2 separate regions of the Mus musculus genome follow, and region 1 is linked to region 2. A link is a contact called in public HiChIP or PLAC-seq data. All regions are on one chromosome and are shown on one strand. The core of a region is the stretch at or near the end of the contact, and the rest is flanking DNA. Distances in the headings are between cores, read along the strand shown.

Region 1 (6,564 bases), core at 312-2,811, 51 kb before region 2:
TTTTATTCAGAGACTTGGAGGAAGAATGTCTTTCTTTTAACACTTGTTGCGAGTCTGTGTCTTTATCAATGGCACATCGTCTGCATTTTTAGGATTATTGACAGCTCTGGGGCAAATCGCAGTCAAGTTCCTGTCATTGAGCTGTAGGATCTGGGAGAATTCTACGTGCACCAGCTTTCAACTCTGTCTCCAACCTTGCTTCTCCTCAGCTCTCTCCTAGTGATGAGACAATCACACAGATCAATATGAAGACAGACCCTCTGCCCCAAATCTCTGTGTTACTATTCCAGGTCTCAACACACGGGGGCAATGGAAATTGCCCTGGAAGATATGCCAGTATATAACTAGAGATAACATGGAATTGACCAGACCCATAAACTCACATCCCATTATCTCCATACTAAACGGACCCTGAGTTGTGCTCCCGTACGGCAGACGAAGGCCAAGCCAGTGAGTGCAGGCTTCCTTACACCACCTGACGTGGAGATTGGTACTGCGGGAAGCCAATGAAGCTGTGACCTTAGCTACCCCCAGCTAAAGCATCCAGAAGCTTTCTTAAAGGCTAAAGTTTTGCTAAGCCTAGACTGGCCCCTTAAGTCCACAGGATCATGGTTTGGGGGGTCAGATTGCAAACTTCATCAGGAAACCCTGAATTGGCTTCATGATTATTTCTGTTGGGGAAAAAAATCAACTTTTAATAATGCTTTCATCGGGGGGAAAAAAATCTTGAACTGATTCCAATAATCTCAGTGAATCACCATGAATCCCTCCGTCTCTCCCTGAATGTTTCTCTCCCCCCCTCTTTACTCCCCCATCTCTGTATATTTGTGTGTGTGTGTGATTGTCCACAGGAGGCAAGTCTGCACCAGCTACTCTGAGGTTCATAAGAAATACAGGCCAATCGCCAATAAGCCCAGCAGGGCCTCAAACAGGAACATTAAATTGACATATGAAACTTGGAATTTTGAAACAATTCAGATGTACTAAACAGAAAAAGAATGTGGGAGACTATCATTTTGAAGGGCTAGAACGCAAATAAAAGTGTCCGGGGTGAGTCCACATGTAAGAAATGGGATGCACAAACCTCAAACGAGGACAGAGGTTCTGTCTACTGTCAGCTCCAGTCCCATCGCGTAGCTCACTGGGCACATAGCAAGCACTAACATCTGGGGCTTGAATGAAAACAAGGCAGGAAGTAGGGAGAAAGGAGGATGGTTTGCCTGGTTTCCCTTTGCCTTGGGTAAACCACAGGTCAGGCTCTTACACTCCTCACCTACAAATGGAGGATTAAAAATAGCACCTCCCTCAGCAAGGTGTGATTCAAGATTACTCGGGTCAATGGGGAAACCTGGTGCTCAATGATAAATATGGCTATTAAAATGACTGAGCCTTGCTGGGTCTTCAGATGGGAAGCGTGGAGATAAGGTAGCCCTCGGGGAATGATTGACGGGAAATCTGCCCAAGGCCCTGAGATGTCTGCCTTAAGCATCTACTTCTGTGCGAGAATCAGATCTCAGATTTGACTCACAGGCTGGGATGGGAGGAAGAGGGTGCCCCGTGACGCGGCAGGAAGACCCATCTTTCAAGCCCCAGCTGGGTGAGTGCGATCAATAACATCCTGTCAGGAACTCTTTGTGGTCTCATGTAAATTTAGGCTACCTGAATAAAAGATAAAAACTGTCATTTCCTTCATCTCCTCTCTCATCACAGTAGCCGGGATGATTTATCTATTCCTTTGAAAGAACCGAACCAAACCGAAAACAATTGCTTAAGTGTCTGAGGTAATGGATGTCCACGTGAAACATGGGGAGAGCAGGGCAAGATGCCCAGATATTTTTTGGACTGTGGTGGAGAGGAACCATACTGAAAATGGATGTGATTAGCTCAGTGGGAAGGGCAAGGCCTCATGGGTACTTTTAAGGTGGCTTATAAGGAAAACAGTGTCATGGGTTGTTTAATCAACTCTCCACTGCAGGGGCGATAGATGATAGGTGTTTTCCAGTTAGCTGCCACAAAACTGCAGTGAACGAACAGCGAGTCCCACTCTGGACACCACAGCCCCATGTGCCGGCAGCCAGGCAGTGCAAGGTCCTTCAAAACTCTGAACTCGACTCGGGAGGTTCATAGAAACTTTCGCTTCTCAAAAAAAAATATTGTTTATTGTTTGTTTATCAAACTCACAATCTTCAGAGATATTCAGGCCCACAAAGGCAATGTGAAAAAGGGCCGGGGGAAGAACTGAGGGCCATTTTCACGTCTAAGCAAGTCCTCACAATGAATGAGTCCTTGGAAATGGGGTAAGGCTGAGGTCTGGCCTTGTGAACTGCGCTCTGCATGAAAGCCCGATTCACAGCTTGTCTCTGAGCCCTGGCATTCTGATCTTTCTCTGAGGGCCAGAGAGTCTTACACCCAACACTGTGAACATTGAAGCCCTCGAGAGGACAGGCAGCAGGGAGTAATGTGAAGAACCCCTAAAGCCGTTCTGAGACAAGGCACTAGTGGCGTCCTTACTTGGGCTGAGCCTGAAGGTTCCTCTCATCTTCTGATGAAAACAGAGCATGACGCTCTCTAGCCTAGACCTTCAAGGCCTGGGGCGGGCCCCACCCCTGAGGTCTTACACTGATTGATAAGGAGGGGTGGGCTGTGCTCCGCCTCTATGCCTCAGCCCCATTTCTGAAAAGCCTACATTTCAGCTCATCTGTATACATGGCGCCATCTTTCTAGCCTGACTGGGCTCTGGTTTGCAGCATTCTGTACTTCCCTATCTAACAGCTTGAGACTCACTAAAGATTAAAATTATACCCACTCAAATCCCAATCATCAGCAAGGACCAGGCACAAAGATCTTGTCCCACAATGTCGAGCAGACCTTCAGTGAGAACTCAACTTCCTACAATCAGGACCATAAATGAATAAGTCACAAGTCACATGGTCTCTGTGAGTCTGAGCTTCTTCAACTCCCGAAGGGGCTGGGAGCGTTCACCTTGTGACAGAACCGTGGGAAACAGTGTGAGGCAAGTCACTGGCACAGAGCCAAAGACACAGGAACAGCTCAACAGATACAATTACTGTTGTTTTAATTACATTTTGTTGTTGGGGGGACCACATGTGTGCCACGGAGAGCATGTGGCGGTCAGAAGACAACTGACTGAGTTGGCTCTGTCTGTCCCAAGTTAGACTGTCAGTCCTGGTGGCAAGTATCTGCTGACCCACCTCCCTGGCCCACACTTATGATTGTTATGGTCAATCTGAAAAGTTTGTGAAGGATTCAGTAGATAGCTTCGATCTAAGATCTATTACTGAAGGCCCCAAAGTTAGACATGTAATTTTGGCAAATCAGCCAGACTCAGTTTCATTATCCATCGATTAAGACAGTAGCTGCACTATGGTAACATACACTTACCACTTCAAAAAAAAAAAAGTCCATTTTTTTTATAATTAAGAACATCAAATACAGTAATATTAATGCTATTGACATTGCTGGTGCTATTAAAATGGCTACATTACTTCTGTGTTTTTGGGTGGTGATTTCTCTAACCTATTTCAGGTGTGATGAATCAGGTGGTATCTGCTGGGCATTCTAGTTACAGGATGGCAGGTACTGCTGTGTAACGGAGCCATTGCTCCTCCTGAAAACATCCGAAAAGCATCCCCACCTGTTGAGCTGCGGAGTTCCATTTTTTGGTTCGCCGCTGCCCTTGTGACTGTCTCTGACCTCTTCTTTTCTTTGTGCAGGCTGTGTTTTTTCCCCAGCTGTCTTTGTTAAGTGAGGACTGGTGCTATCCCATCCATGGCACACGTTTCCTGACTCTGGTAGGTACCGGAAACTGCAGCTGGTACCAGACTCACTACAGACTACGGTTTTCCTTATGTACGTGTTCCTATGATGGAGGTGAATTTATAAATCAGCGCAGCAAGATGTCAGTGAAGACAGTAGAGTAATTGTCACATGCACAATGAAACATTATGTGATTGCTCTCCCTCTCTCTCTCCCTCTCTCTCCCTCTCTCCCCCCTCTCTCTCTCCCTCTCCCTCTCTCTCTCTCTCTCTCTCAATCCTGTACTATAGTCATCCATCTGGATGATATGATGTTTACATAATGAGACTGTGTGAGGTTAAAGTAGGCCTTGTGACAACACACTCGGCTGCTATGAAAGGCTTCCTGGAACACAAACGGAGCAGCAGACCTGACAGCTTCCAAGATGGCCAAGCCACCAGAGGAAGGTAGCTTAGAAAGCACGGACAATTTGGAAACGTCATAGTTCATACCCAGGACATAGGGCAGGATAAAAAAGACTACTATGTTTCAATTCTCTTTGAACCTTCTATGTTCCCTCCCACTCCTTCTCTTCACAAATGATTGCTTAATTCTAACCTCTGACTTCTTTTTTTTTTTTCTTCCTCCCTTAGCTACCTGTCTGAACTTAGCAAAATGACTGCCTAGCAAAACGATGGAGAATCCTGAGTTTCTCTATCTGTCGAATGAGATAACTTCATAATGATAATTATAGCAATTATAACAGCAATTATAGCAACTAACACCGAAAACATACAGTATCGCAGGCGTTGCACAGAGGGCTTTGCAAGCACAATTCATTTCACGCTCTCCATGGGACTCCTGTCAACCCATCTTGTAAAGAGAAGGAAGGCACAGCACAGAATGAAACAAATTCCTTAAGAAAGACTTTTGCACAAGTCTGTGGTTGACTGGAGCAGGATCCTGACCAAAGGCCACAGCACCTTGAGGTTTATAAACTCTCTGGCCTGTCTCTGAAACCAACCTTTTAAGCTTTGCTTTGGAATGCCAAAGTCTTTACAGACAGACTACTGCTAATCGGGAGACACTGACATGTGGATTTGTCTGCAGAATTAAGCTCTCTCACTTTCTCACTTTCATGCCCATTTGTAATATGTAGCGTGTAATATGTACCACTTAGAGTAATAAAATAACTCCTATTCACAACCATTGGGCTTCCCAGGGCCATCTTGAGGGTACAGACATTTGCTTGTTGCTGGTATAGCCAGCTTAATACATCCGATACAACATGTGGTCAACATCCCAGAGAACTTTTGAAGTACCCATGAAAATGTTTACTTTTCAAACTGGAAGAAAACACTGCATTTTTTTCAAGACAAAGGAAATACTATGATAGATAACAAGGATATTTGTTTGTCAAAGAGCCATAAGTTGCATTTTTTTTATATATGTACTTTTATGGGAAACAGGACCATAATGGCAAACCCACCTGGTGCCCCTGAAAGTACTAATGTGTCCCACCTGTTGGCAAGGCGCGGCTCCTAGGGCCCCTGTGTTGCTCGGGCAGTTTCCCATCATGCCTTTCTTCGTTGGGCCCACCATCACTGTTTCAGGTTTGTAACTTCTGGCTGCGCCCTGTGAATTTCAAATGCCATAGGGAGGTCTGGGAAGAAAGTCACTAAAGCTTTATCATGTAGATAGTGTGGACAGACAAACAGGGCCCGGGCGTCAGTCTCAGTCTGTTGAGGCCACACGAGCACCCTGGGACATCTGTATTACTCACCAGAGGATACCAGAGGCTTTCTGGGTACAAATTACCTAGCTGCCAGAACACAGCCCTCAGCAGACCGGTAGTACAGAGAAGAGATTTAAAGTGGCAAGAAGCCCCATTTTGGCTACAGAGCATCGAGTGATTCAGAATCTGAAATTCTAGCAACTGTACTGTCCTAAGGAGCAATGAATCAAGCTACACAGGAAGACTCCTTGTAAAATGAGCCTGTTATCCGTCCACTCTCTTCCCCATGTCCACCATCTAAGCTCTTTGCAGTAAGTTCAGGACCCCAGTGTTGAGAGGAAATACTAGAAAACCGGAAGCAGAAGGCAGGTGCCGCTTAACCCCGGAGGCCTCACTAGGGCTGCGCACTGGAGCTTCCATGCAGTTTGAACTTGAATAACCTTTATCTTCACGCCCATCCTGTGGGTAATGAATACGAAGTCCTTTCACCACCTTGGCTCATAGAGGAAGGAAACAGACCACTGCTTTTCTAACCTCACATTTCCTAGTTTAAGATGGAATGCTGAAGATGGAGAGTGAAGGCAGTCGGGCGTGGTGGTGCATGCCTTTAATCCCCCGCACAGGCAGATCGCTGAGTTCGAGGCCAGTCTGGTCTACAGAGGTGAGTCCAAGGACAGCCAGGGCTGCACAGAGAAACCCTGTCTAGGAAAAAAAAAAAAAAAAGGATATTGAAAGCACAGGCCTCCCATTGGAAGGACATCCAGGGGGACTCAGGCTACATGGGCAGGCATAAACACACTGGAGCAAAATCTCCTTGGCAAACTGAGGTCACTGCTTAGCCAGTTATTGTCAGAAACCTAGCGGACCTCTGCCCCTTCATCTTGAACCCAACGTTCACAGCCAAACCCAGCTCCAACATTGACAATGGGGATGGATGTGTTTGTGTGGGGTGGGGGTGGGGGCGGGGGGGGGGGCAGGGAGGCATTAAGACCTTCAGAGACACTGGGTGACTGGGTGGTTTTGTTTGCGGGACCCTGTCCTTCAGGAAAGTAAATTCATGAATAATCTAGTTA
Region 2 (6,569 bases), core at 3,782-6,281:
CAGGATGGGCCGCAATGGCAGGTGGTGCGGATTATAAGGGGTGGCAGTCACTGCTGCAGACCCACTGCCAGGCAGCCGAGGTCCCTCACCACCTCCACTTGCTCCTGGTCCCGTGACTCCAGCACCGGGACCCCCCAGAGTAAAATTACGGATGGTAGAGAGTGGCGTGAGTGGAGGGGGCACTCGCAGGGAGTCCAGAGGACAGGGAAACGGCTTTCGATCTGGGCCAGCAGCACCGTGTGGATCTCTCTGGCACGGAGATGGAAAAAATCCAGGATAGTCTGGGATCATAGGAATGAGACCTGGGTCCATAGCTGGCTTGGGGGATGGGTAGGAAGGAGGTGGCTGGTAGGCCAGAGAGGAGGTGGAAGTGGTGGATGGCGGCGATAAGAATGCTGAAGGATCCTGGTAGAGATCTCCTGTACAGCCCGAATAAGGAGGAGGAGGTGGTGGCGGAGAGTAGAGGTGGTCCAGTTCAGGCTGAGTCTGGGACATGGTACACACACCCAGGGGTCCCGTGGCCAGTGGGTTGGGGGAGGCGGAGGTGACGCTGGAGGAGGCTGTGGTTGAAGCTGGAGGGGTGACCCCTTGCAAGATGCCCGCACTCACAATATTGATGATACCTTCTGGATAGCAGCTGGCACCAGGGTACTGTGGGTCAATGGAGAATTTGCCCATGTAAGTGAAGGTCTGGTTTCTAGGTGCAGAGATGGGAGCGAAGCTACTCGGATACGGGAGATCCAGGGGTCTCTTCTCTCCAGTCATGTCAATGTTGATCATGCCATCTGGGGAGGGAAAAGTCAGGGAAGAGGTGGGACAATGAGAATACAGGCAAGAACTAATTCACATACACGCATGCTGACGCGCGGACACACACACACACACACACACACACACACACACACACACACACACACGGCAATCCCCATTTCATGATTCCAACACTACAGAGCAACAGGTGGGGAAACTGAGGCCTGGAGAGACAGTAAGAAGTTAGGCAGAGTCTGGAACTCAAAAACTGTATCTCCAAGAAGCAGGGCATGCCCCTTCCTGCTTCCATCTCCCGGCCATCTGTGACTCTAGTTCCCAATAAAAACACCCAATAGCAGCAACAATATCAAACAATTTCCCATCTGCCTCTGACTTCTCTCCCACTCCTTTGCCTTGTGGTCTTACCGCCGAGGCAACCATACAGACACCAATAAAAAGAGCCGACCAATCAATCCCAGGCGGTACAGAGAAGGTGCCAGCCGCGAGAGAGGGGAACCCCAGAATGGATAAGTGGGTGGGTGATGTTCTTGAAGCTAATTCCTGGTGCCACCTCCCCCTCCCTCTCCCGCTGCGCTTCAGCTGAAGACTGCCAGTGTGAACCCGGGCAGCGGAGGAAGGAGTCTAGGGTTCCCTTCCCTCCCAACATCCTCGGCCAAGCCGGACACCCGCGCATCCCTGTCTTAGCCTAAGACTAAGAGGCTGCGCTTCTAGGAAGGCGCGGGGGCTGAGGAAGACGACTTTACACAGCATCGCCAAGGAACCGGCGCACACCGGTGCCAGCGCGGGCCTCCCTAGGCATTCTCCTTGCCGCTTCTCGCTGTTACTTGCCCTGCTCCGCCGCCTCGGCTTGTTAACCCTGTTCACTTTGGGGCGATGCGCAAGTTGGGTGGTGCCTCCCAGCCACCCCAGAAGGACAACGCGCTCGGGAGATCCTCCGGGAGTGGGCTCTGCCCAGAGAGCGCTGCCCGCGCGCTCCCTAAGCGCTCCCCTGACACTGAGCTCTCCAGACGCGCAGCTCTAACCCGACTGATGAACTTTCCCATCTCTTTGACCCTAGCCCAGTAGCGCAGAGTCCGGCTGATGGACCTGCTTCAAGGACCAGGAGATGATGCTTCAACCCTGCGCCTAGCCAAAGCTGGGCGCGCCCGGAGCTACAGGCATGCGGGTGGCTTTTGGTGACCAGGTGCATCTGCTGGCGCGCACGGCCAGGCAGCCCTAGTCTATCTTTTTCCGCTCCCCCTGCGCCTACTTCCAGTCTTCAGAGCCAGTGTGGTCAGCGCCGTCCACCTCAAGTCCCCATTCTCCCCTCCAAGCCCCCCCACACCCACCGCTCCCCACCCACAAGCTCCGAAGAAGACACGCGGCTTACCTCCCGCCACTCCGTTCATCTGGTCAAAGGGGCCTCCCAGTTCACCATTGGGGAAGATGGTCACCGACGAGGCGGCGAGGTCTTCCACCGGGTAGAGGCTGTCAGGCAGCTGGTGCATAAAACCACTGAGAGTTACTGGGATTTTGTCTACGGCCTTGGCGGTCATCATTTGCTCCTCGCACAACCTGGAGACCCAACTCCCTCGCTACCTGGAGCGCCAGAGAAGCCGTTTTTTTTGGAGAGGGGTTGAACTGAGCCTAGGATGGTATCTCCTTTTGCCCTCCACACTTAGAAAAGACCACCACAACACATCCACACACACCAAAAAAAAGAAAAAAATTAACAGAAATAAAACTAGCAACCAAGTTGTTGGCTTCTTAAAGAAAAAAAAAAGTCTATCCGTCACTGACTCTCTCCTGCCTGTGATCCGGCTGTTGGGGAGCCAGGAGTTGCTGGTGTAGTGTTATTATAACAGTCAGTGTGTCCCCTCGCCCAGCTATTAATCAATCGCTGCTCTCTCAGACGGAAAGTGTTAGGCTCGGAGTATTTATGGGCAGGTCTTCAATACCCGTGACGTCGCTGCCCATATATGGACTGAGGAACAGGGCTGGGCCTGGCAGCTTTTGCCGTCACATGGCCAATTTGCATACGGGCTTGGCTGCGCGGGCTCCGCTGAGCTCGCCAGGAACGATTTGCAGCCGGTGGACAACCACCCGGGTCTGGGGCTCTCGGCCCCTGCCTGCAGCGGGGACTCCGGACTGCAGAGTTCAGCGGGAAGAAGGCGCGAGCACCGACCCTAGCGCGGCCGCCGTGAGTTCACCCACGGCGGCCGCGCTGGTAGCTCTGTCTCTTGGGGCGGGGAGGAATTCCGGTTCTCCGAGACTTTCCAAAAAAGGAGAAGATCCGGTAGTGGCGGCTCCGCCTCCCCGGCCCTTGTTTGGGAGCCATTCCGGAAAATTAAACTTCGGAAAGAAAACCGAGCGCTGCCGAGACACTACAGTCAAACCCCTCCTTCACTTTCTTGGCAGCTCAAAACCGCAAGCAAAAGAAAAAAAGAGAGAGAGAGACAGAGAAAAAAAGAGAGAGAGAAAAAAATTACCCGCACTCACGGAAGCTGACTGCCTTTTTCTGAATTACACGGTGGAAAGTAGTGTCTGGTGATAAGAGTAAATGCGGTCTTGCTTTTTTGGAAAGTCTGTGCTATTTATACAGGAGTGAAAACGGAACAGGTCTGGGCTGTTTGTTTGTTTAAGTATTTTTAGGTAACTTGAGGGTAGGGGTTAGGGTAGAGAATGGAGCAGAAGGGCTGCGGGAGCTTCGGGGAGAAAGATCCTCGGCCGGAGGCGCCCCCTCCCTCTGCCCGCGCTCTCCCCGCCCCCTCCCCTCCAGCTGCTGCTCAGAGCGGGCGCCCTTCCCGGCGTGTCTGGGCGGTCCGCTGCGTGGGGGCGACCAGATGGAGGCTTGGACACTCACCCTGCCCGATGCGCATACACACACACACACACACACACACACACACACACACACACCACGCTCGCTCCACTTCCGCTACACACTCTCCCTCCTCCGCTGCCCTCTTACAAACCCACTCAACACACCTTACGCTACACACTACACACCTCCTCCCTCTTGACAGCGCGCGTGTGTGCGCCTGCCTGCCTGGCGACAGTCAGGATATCCTAGGAAGACACTGCCTTCATCTTCACAACTCACCAACCCCCCGCACCCCCCCCACGGGGAGGGGTGCATCCTACCACCCGCGCCTAAGGTCTACCCCAGGAATAGCCCCCCCCCCACGCCCTTGCTTAGAGCTTCCTCTGCGCTGAGTGACAACAAATGGCACAGTTTCTGGTAGCCATGGCCCCCACACGTGTTTTCCCCGGCAAATAAATAAGTCAATAAATAAACAAGCCCTTCCAGGAGAAAGCTTCCTGCTAAATGACCAAAAACTTTTAAGAGAGCTAAAACTGCTGGCCCTCCGGACACTCGGTTCCCACCTTCCCCACGCGCCCAGCCCTCTTCCGATGCGCTCTGGCTACTGCAGGGTACCCAAGCCCGAGGCTCCGGGATCTACGTAGCCTGGGATAGCAGACGCAAGCTGGGAAACTGCCCTGCCCTTCTCAGCTTCAAAGTCCCGCAGAAAAGGGATTCAGACCGGGCTAGGCTGTTCTCTTTCTTGACCCACGCTACCCGGAGCAGCGAGGATCCCCAGCGGGCAGGAGCCACGGCGCCACGCCGTGGAGGGAGCGCGGCGCTGCAGGCGCTCTCCCGCCCATCACCTGCGATGCCCGCGGCCGCAGCGCGCCGGCTCCTGCCCTATTGGAGTACGGTGGTCAGGGGAGCCCCAGTGCCACCAGGAGCCGGCTTGTCGCCGCTCTCTGAGCAGCGCTGTTCTCCTCGTGCCAACCGTGAAAGTTGTTCTCCCGGGAATGGTCCTCGCCATTACTTCAAACGCCCAAAAGCATTATCTGGGAAAGTTTCTCGATCGTGCTCTGCGCGCGATCTCCTTTCCAATTGGGGATCAAATTCAAAGGGGACAGGAGAGAACGCTCAGCGAAACCTCTGTGGGTATCCCACCCTCTTAAAAACCCTGCAAAGCCCTGTTTCGAAGGGAGAGGGGGGAGAAAAGGAAGAAATAGTGGTGCTCTTACCACGTGCGCCAGCCCGCTCCGCCTGCGCTCCGGCCAGTCCCGCGGCCCCCGCGCTGACCACAGGCAAGACGACGCCTCGGTGGGGAGCCCGACTCTCATCTCCAGCCTGGGTAGGGAAGAAATGGGGGGTCGGGTTATGCAAATAGAGGTCCCGGCGGTGGGACTCAGGTTACGGGTCCCCCACCAGCCCCAGAGGTGAAGCACCCACCCGCGCGGGAGGCGCGGGCCCTGGCGACTGCTGGCGCTTCGCTGCCGTCGGTGCACGTGGGCGGGAGGATTGCAGCAGCCGCCCCTCTCCCCCGCGCTGTCGCCAACCCCGCAGGCTGCCGCCTCGCGCCGCCCCGAGGGGGAGCTCCCGGGCGGCGGAGAGAATGGGGAGCAGGGAAGCCAGCCCAGGGCAAGACGCCCGATGATGGTAGAACTGACTGGAGCGCGGGAAGCTGGCGGATTGCCGCTACCAACCTTCGCAGAGGAGGACAGTGGGGGTAAGAGAAGTGGTTCCATACCATCAAGGAGTCTAGAAAGGGGGAGAGGGGTGGGGGGGAACCCTGTGGAAGCTGAGCCTTCCAAGAACTCTCTCACCTACCCTTAAGAGCTTCGCTGGACCCAGCTATGGCTAAACATGGGGGAGGGGAGGCAGGTGCTAATAGAGGCTAGCTGCCCCGAGGCAGGCCAGGCTCTGAAGGATGCCCGGGGCCAGTCCCTCTCTCAGCCTTTCCAGAACATCGGAGGAGAACCAGTCTTTGATAGCCTTACTTACCCCCCCATACCCCACTTTCTTCCTCCCCCCTTTAAAAAAAAAGTACAAACCTTTAAATGTAGTCAGCGTAGATAATGGAACAAAATCAAGAGCACATATTTCAAGCCAGCCCCAGCGAGCTTAGACAGATAAGTTCAGGAAAGCTAAAAGAACTTGCCTAAAGTCTCGCAGCTGGTGATTGGTGGTCCAGTTCAAATCTGCTGCCCGGTCTTCAGGATCCAAGTCCCTTGCCCTGGTCACTATGCGGGGTGCTCAGAAAGCCTGGCTCACCCCATTAGGGAAGAACACGCCGACTTCATCAATTTCATCTTGCTTTGGCATTTCAGAGGAAAGTGAAGCTGAGGTGGTAGTAGAGGGTGGCTACAAGGCAAGAGAGAGGGGGCTGTTACAGACAGACCCCTTCAGGGAGAGGGAGAATTCCAATGTAGCGACTCTGCAGACCTGTTCCAGGGAAGGAATGACCAAGCATATTAATGCTGCTGTCTTAAGAGAACCCAACCCCATGGTATCCTTCCTGGAGGCAAGGAGGGGTAAGAGGAAGGCAGGGGGTGTGATTCTGTTCTACGGAGAGGAAGAACCCTGAGATGTGGGAGTGGAATACCAAGGTGAGACCAGGATTCCCTACTTTGGAGCATTTGAACTGTTAGTGTTTAGATAAAAATGCAACAAACAAATGACGAGAGAGAGAGAGAGAGAGAGAGAGAGAGAGAGAGAGAGAGAGAGAGAGAGTTGTCACTACATGTGAATAAGACACTCCAAAAGATATCAAGTCAGGAACAATTTGCTGCCAGACTCATTTGCTTTTTCCAGAGGAGGTCAAAAAAAACCCAGGAGATTCCTTTGATGCAGGCTGCCTGGGATGAGGGTAAAGTAGCACTGTGGGCAGTTGGGAGATGGCTAGAAGGTCCTAAGGAATGCCTTGTCAGGGTGGTTTTGGACTTTCTTTCGGTCGGTCTCGTAGCTGTTCTACAAAGTGTGTTAACAGGATGATGGTTACTCAAGAGACACGTCAAATGAT

Evidence for each region. HiChIP or PLAC-seq counts read pairs in DNA pulled down with a chosen protein or histone mark.
Region 1: a BATF HiChIP or PLAC-seq map of CD8 T cells shows a contact between it and region 2, with 18 read pairs. The contact joins the enhancer-like site here to the promoter of Egr2 in region 2. A contact is called at or near these places in 9 of 39 promoter capture datasets (3T3-L1-derived adipocytes, the C10 cell line, cranial neural crest and 6 more), 1 of 15 datasets of contacts at CTCF or cohesin (CD8 T cells), 19 of 484 Hi-C or Micro-C datasets (B cells, the C10 cell line, CD4 T cells and 11 more), 7 of 115 datasets of contacts at active chromatin or transcription factors (CD8 T cells, DN3 thymocytes, the SCID.adh cell line and 4 more) and 4 of 9 other capture datasets (adipose tissue, bone marrow-derived macrophages, liver and 1 more).

Annotation. Positions count from the first base shown.
Region 1 is chr10:67,581,443-67,588,006 of GRCm38.p6, reverse strand. It overlaps Gm32364 (a long non-coding RNA gene), which reads right to left. Exons shown (of 10, transcript XR_003948892.1): 3 at 5,278-6,193; 4 at 1,529-1,659; 5 at 1-1,172. Among named protein-coding and RNA genes, the nearest start is that of 4930563J15Rik, 13 kb to the right of the region's middle. Within about 2 kb of position 1,561, at least 36 of the 459 cell types and tissues checked have an H3K27ac peak or open chromatin away from gene starts, as enhancers often do. A contact at or near this core is called in B cells, CD8 T cells, DN3 thymocytes and 4 more, where this site is marked.
Region 2 is chr10:67,533,961-67,540,529 of GRCm38.p6, reverse strand. It overlaps Egr2 (early growth response 2), which reads right to left and starts at 5,031. Exons shown (of 4, transcript NM_001373983.1): 1 at 5,000-5,031; 2 at 4,792-4,897; 3 at 2,141-2,249; 4 at 1-785. The coding sequence starts at 4,890. Gm32255 (a long non-coding RNA gene) reads left to right here and starts at 4,350. Exons shown (of 4, transcript XR_380523.3): 1 at 4,350-5,276.